Regions from separate parts of the Sus scrofa genome. Here region 1 is linked to region 2. Evidence: chromatin contacts called from public Hi-C data. All regions are on one chromosome and are shown on one strand. The core of a region is the stretch at or near the end of the contact, and the rest is flanking DNA. Distances in the headings are between cores, read along the strand shown. Region 1 holds the start of TMC7 (transmembrane channel-like protein 7). Region 2 holds the start of GPRC5B (G-protein coupled receptor family C group 5 member B).

The links. Hi-C and Micro-C count contacts between places; a contact is called where the count stands out from the background.
Region 1: a Hi-C map of fetal skeletal muscle shows a contact between it and region 2, with 2.2 times the contacts expected there. The contact joins the promoter of TMC7 here to the promoter of GPRC5B in region 2. A contact is called at or near these places in 5 of 47 Hi-C or Micro-C datasets (embryonic fibroblasts, fetal skeletal muscle, mesenteric adipose tissue and 2 more).

The regions. Positions count from the first base shown.
Region 1 is chr3:26,304,904-26,307,833 of Sscrofa11.1, forward strand. It overlaps TMC7 (transmembrane channel-like protein 7), which reads left to right and starts at 1,273. Exons shown (of 16, transcript XM_021086539.1): 1 at 1,273-1,448. The coding sequence starts at 1,382.
Region 2 is chr3:25,868,536-25,871,659 of Sscrofa11.1, forward strand. It overlaps GPRC5B (G-protein coupled receptor family C group 5 member B), which reads left to right and starts at 1,834. Exons shown (of 4, transcript XM_021086531.1): 1 at 1,834-2,020.

The sequences.
Region 1 (2,930 bases), core at 23-2,522, 440 kb after region 2:
TACTTTTCCTGTTCCACATCCCATCCTAGCAGCCACCTTACACTTGAGTGGTCATGGATCCTTAGGCTCCTCTTGGTTGTGACAGTTTCTGACTTTCCTTTTTTATTTTTTTTAAGGCTGCACCTGCAGTATATGGAAGTTCCCAGGCTAGGGGGCGAATTGGAGCCACAGCAACATGGGATCTGAGCCACATCTGCGATCTGCTCACAGCAACACCGGATCCTTAACCCACTGAGTGAGGCCAGGGATCAAACCTGCACCCTCACAGATACTAGGCAGGTTTGTAACCACTGAGACACAACGAGAACCCCTGACTTTCCTCGTTTTTAACGACCTAACAGTTTTGTGGAGCTTATCAGGTATCCTGCAGAATGTCTCTCAGTTGGGGTTTGTCGGATGTTTCCATGATGAGGCTGAAATTATGGGTCTGGGGGAGAAAGACCCCACAGGTAAAATATCATTTCTATCACATCATATCAAGGATGCATATCATCAATATGACATCACTGATGATTCTGACTTTGTGATCATCTGTCTGGGAAAGTGTTTGTCAGGGATTATTCAGTTAAATACTTGCCCCGCCCTCCCTTTCCACACTGTCGTCTTTGGAAGGAAGTCACTGTATGTAGTCTACACTTAAAGAGGGCGGAGTTAGGTTCCACTTCCTTGAAGTGTCTAGAAATTATTTGGAATTCTTCTGCATAGTAGACTTAGCTACACTTTGTTTAATTTGGCAGTTACTTGTATTATATACAAATGTATATACAATTTCTTCAGTATTTATTTGGCAATTCCTTTGAATTCTATCTTTTAAACGTGGATAGAGGCAGAGATGTGGATATGGTGCAAAATTTTAAAAATATATATTATAGAAAAATCCTCCCTCCTACCTCTCTCCCCCAGCCTCCTAGCTCTCCACTCGAGAGACATCTTCTGTATTTACAAACAAGTACGGTCCCTTTCTTTTTTTTCTTCCCTTTTTGTACTCAAATGGTAACTTACTCGATACACTTGTTTGGAGTCTTTGATTATTTTTATTACACTTTTTAAAAACTGGAAGGTCGCCCCTCAGCGCGGCCGCTGGATGGAGCCGTCCGGGGTCTCTCAGGCTCTCCAGCCGCTCCTCCCATCCCGGGTGGGCGACGCGCCGGAACCGCACCTTCCCGCCGCCCCCGGCTGTCACCTCGCCTCCCAGCTCCGGGCCCCTCGGGTGGTCCAGCGCGGGGCGGGCGTGGGAAGGGCAGCCCGGCGCCCCGCCCCCGCCCCCGCCTCTGTGACGTCAGCGCCGGAACCTGGAATCCCGGCTCCCGAAGCGAAGGCGGGGAGGTGGCGGCGGCTGGAGCTGGTCTCCCGCGGCCTCTCGGCGGCGCTGGGCACAACCATGAGCGAATCCAGCGCTAGTGGGCTCCCACCCGGCAGACCCAGCAGGCAGCCCTTCATCCACCAAGGTAGGGCGGCGGGGACTGGGTTCCCCAACTTGAGGGGGGACAGCGGGTCTTTCTTATTGGTGCTCTCCCTCCCTCCAGCCCATCCTCACCCAGGTCAGAGAGCGCATGCTCTAACCCCCGGCGCGCTTGAATGGGAGTCGCGACCGTGGTGAGTTCGCCGTCCCAATTCTGGTGGAGGGATCCCGGCGTCTTCGTAAACGCGTCCCATACGTGAAACGAAAGGCTGTGAGATCCTTGCCAGCCCGAACATTGTGATACGCGGTGCTTGCCTCCCAGCCATCTCAGGCTTTATGATGAGACGCACTTAGAAGTGAATTCTGCCTCGGCTGTTTTCTTGCTGTGTGAGCTTTGCTAAGTGGCTTGCTCTCTCTGAACCTCAGATACCTCAGCAGTAAAATGAGAAGAGGATGTAGGTGGGGTTAGTTGGGAGAGGAATGTGTGAAGTACCTAACCTAGGGTACAGCTCTGTGAATTTTTACGTAAATGGGTACAACCGCGACCCAGCCAAGTCAGAAAAGTTGCCAGTCCCCAGGCAGGCTTCTTTGCAGCATTTGTATCTTTTATTTGCCCTTCACAAAACACAAGACACCACTGTGGGTTTTATGTGCAGTGTTTTTTGTTTGTTTGTTTGTTTGTTTTTCTGTTTCAATTTGAGAATAGAGATTTTGCTACCTGGATTTACAGTACAACTTGAGTGTAGTTAGATATGGGCATTGGGCCCTTCGGATTGGATTGATCGCAGCATTTAGAAGAAGCAGAAAAGGAAAAGACACTCAAACTCTGGCAACTTGTTCAGAAATCAGAGAAAGAAGTTAGACCGGGTTTGATGCTAATTCGTTTCTGATGTATAATCAACAGTGCTGGCATCAGTTCAGTTTCAGCCTTTCAGTAATAGCTATTCAAGTATTTTCGAGTTGATATTTATTTATCTTCCTCTTGTATTATCACAACTCGTCACCTTTAGGGCACCAATCTTGGTTTCCCATACAGAGGGCATGAGATTCGTCTTTCTTGGTTCTTTGCTGGGTGTTTAAGGGCACTTTTCTTATGAGTATTATAAGCATCTTCCTATGAGTATTATAACTAACCCCTCTAATTAAAAGGTCTCCCCCTGCCCTTGGACAGATGATATTTTGTGACCTTGTACCCGCTGGCATGAGAGGGAGACTCAGAAGGGACTGTTCATATCTTTGTAGCACTTTGCAAACCATGATATACTGTTGGGCATCATGGGAGGAAGGTTGGAGCAAGCGAGGAGACAGGGCATCTGGTTTACAGAAATGGGAAATGTGTATCCTTGTGAATGATAAAACAGATCACAATGCTTGCCTTCTTTTATTTTTTTGTCTTCTATTTTTTTTTGTGTCTTTTTAGGGCTGCACCCAGGGCATATGGAGGTTCCCAGGCTAGGAATCACATCGGAGCTGTAGCCCCCTGCCTATTGCCATAGCCACAGCAGTGCCAGATCTGAGCTTCGTCTGT
Region 2 (3,124 bases), core at 584-3,083:
GGTTGAGAGAAAGGACCTCGGCGAGATCCTAGCTTCATCGAGTGTATGACTGTGGGCAGGTCATTAAACCCTCAGTGTCTCCATTTGCAAGGAGTAGTGAATAACAGAGTAAAAAAAAAAAAAAAAAAAAAAAAGCAGTGAATAACAGAGTAAATAAATAACAGAATAACAGAGTAAAGGGTTGCTGGGAGCATTAAATATTTTAAAGAAAGTAAAGCAATTAGAATAGCGCCTGGCTCACAGTGAGCATAAGCTATCATGACGCAGATAATGGGTCCTTGGGTCCCTGAACTTTTGAGTGGGAGATAATAGCCTCCTTCATTTTCACCCTTTGCTTCCCAAAGTATCATCACCCAAAGATAAACTGATCATCACATCCAGGGTTCCTCTGTACAATGGGCTAGGGAAAGGAATATAACTGCAACTGTAATATTAATCAATTCACAGGAACAGCTTTCCCACGCCAGCTGATGGCTTGGAAAAGTGAATTTACTCAGGATTACAGAAGGAAAGAAAGGAATCTCGGCGTCAGTTCCACTAGACACCACAAGGGGGCGGTACCCATCCATGTTCCAGTTTTCCAGTTCCCGGACTCTGAGGAGGGGTCGTCTCGCAAATGTCTAAAGATCGTCTCCTGAGTGCCAGACCCTATTCCAGGCGCTGAGGATACGTCAGCCAATAAAACCGGGAATTTTTTGGTTTCGTGGTACTTCTCCATTTTTCCTTAAACTTAAGATGAGTTGTTTGGAAAGATGCAGGTCCGAATGGTACGTCGCCTGACCATAGAAAACCGCCTTGGCCTGGCCGCAGGCTCGAAGGTAGGGATGCGAATATCTGAAAGGTCAGTGCTCCCCAAAGATCAGGGTCTGCAGCTGTCCCCAGAAGGGAGTGTTATTCGGCAACCCACCTTCCTGCGTACCTCCCCCTGTTGTGTCTTGTAGGGCCAAGATGGGGGGGTGGGGTGGGGGCGTCTTATCCACAGCACAGAGGGGTCCTCAAAGTTCTGGGGACTTTGGAAGGAAGACCTGGGGAAGCTGGTCTGAAGCTGGAGAGCAGCTCCCAGGCCGGGTAGGCTCATGCTGACCTCGGACAGGAGCCAGACTCTGTGTCGAGGTCCCAGCCGCCCTGAACCACTTTCTTCGAGCAGGTCCCGTGGCTACCCCATGGGCGCGCGTCCCTCCTGTGCCCTGAGCGTCTGCGGAGTGCCAGGTGTGTGCGCAGGGAGATCGTGGACGAATGCGTGTGATGTGTGTGGCGGCGGTGGTGGGATCCTGAGCATGGACCCATGTGAGGAGTACTCCGTGGACGTTCGAGTATGTTTGGGGGCGGCCAAGGACGCGGGTGTAGGGCTCAGGATACGTGAAGGGACAAGAGTCCTTTGGGAGGGGCGAGGATTTAGAGTGTGCCCAGGCGGGAAGGGGCTGCCTGGTTGGATACTGGGGCATTTGTGACTTTGGAAGGAGCGCGGCGGAATCCTCTCTGCGCCCCGGCTCTTGCTGGGATATAGTGGGGAAGTCTCTGTTTAGGAAGCCACGTAGGAGAATGTGCTGAGCTGGGGGGCTCCGTGTGTGTGTTTCCGCAAGTACATCAACCTGCGGATGTGTCCGGCATGTCCAGACTGCTTATGGGCGCACTGTGGATATGCAGGGAGTATTCTCGAATCGGGGACGCTGCAGGGGGCTCGTCTCACAGCGCCGCCGGCCAAGAGCGAGGAGCTTGAGCGGAATTCAACTGGGAACAAGCAGCCCTGCGGCGGCCCCGCCGGGGGCGGGGCTCGGAGGCTCCGGGGGGCGGAGCTCCAGGGGGCGGGCCGGCTGGAGGGGCGGGGTCGTGGCGGCTGCAGCTGCGCTGGCCGGGCCAGGGGGCGCCTCGCGCGGCAGCGGCTCCTGAGTGCGATGCAGTGAGGCCGGACAGGCTGGCGGGCGGGCGCGCGCGGGGCTGGGGCCACGGCGGCGCTGCAGAGATGTGACTAGAGCCGAGGGCCAGCGGGAGCGTCGGCGCTTCGGGGCCGCGGGGGTCGGTGAGTGCGAGCGGCGCGGGTGGGGTGGAGGCGCTGCGGGGACCCCAGAAACTTTTCCCGCCCGGACTTGGGAGGGTTGAGGTGAGGTCTGCTTCTGTGCTAAGGCCCCCCAAGGGGTTAATCTGCTGGGTGAGATGGGGGATTGGAGGGGGGGACTACAGTGCCAAGAGAGAGAGGAGCCGCAGAGGGTGGGGTGGGGGGTTGGGACCTTTCGGGGGGAGGGGTGTACCCGGACCGGGAGGAGATCCAAGTCCCTGAGGAGGGTCCTGGGGCCACCAGAGGCAAAGGTCAACTGGGAATGTAAAGGAGCCCAGCCGTGCCCGGGTGATTTGTGAGGGCAGCCGCGGGCAGGTTTGGGGGCTGCGTGGCAAGCCGGTGGGCCCTGACCACACGCAGGGCAGACGGAGCTGGGGGCACAGGGGCCGAGCTTTGGGGTTGAGCTGCCGCACCTGCCGCAGGGGCTAGGGGCCAAGCTCCCAGCCGGCCGTGGCTGCGCACTACGGGACCAAGAGGGGGACACTGCAGGCCAAAAGAGGCAGAGCTGAGACCTGGGACCGGGGGACAATTGAGGGGCAGCTGCATACAATGGCGGGGGAGAGGGGTCGGCTAGCTTTTCTGTTCCAGCCTGGCTAGAGGTGAGCCAGCCCAGTGCTGCATCCCCACCCCTTGGCGGACACGGGGTTCCAGTCCTCTGCATCCCAGGTTCCTTACTGCTTGCACCCGCCTTGGCGGGCTGGGGGTGGGGTGGGAGGGAGCTGGTTAACTAGCCAGGGAGGGGGGTGCCGACCTTGCTCCGGAGGAGGACTCTAGCACAGCCGGAAGGTTCTTTCCCTAGCTCTGTCACTCCCAGGCCTCGCCAATACCACCTCCCACCCCCCACTCCGCAACTTGTCCCCAGTTCGCTAAGGGGCGGCTCCTTGGAGCGCGGACAAAGGCCCCTGGAGCGTGGCGGGCAGCGGCGTCCCCGCCTGGGGCCCCGGGCCACGCGCCACATTGGCTGCTCAACTGCACCAGGTTGGGGGGGGGCACCTGAGCAAAGAGAGCCCTGGAGGAACTGGGGATCCTTGCAAAGACTAGAGAAGTAGGGGAGGGACCTGGCACAAA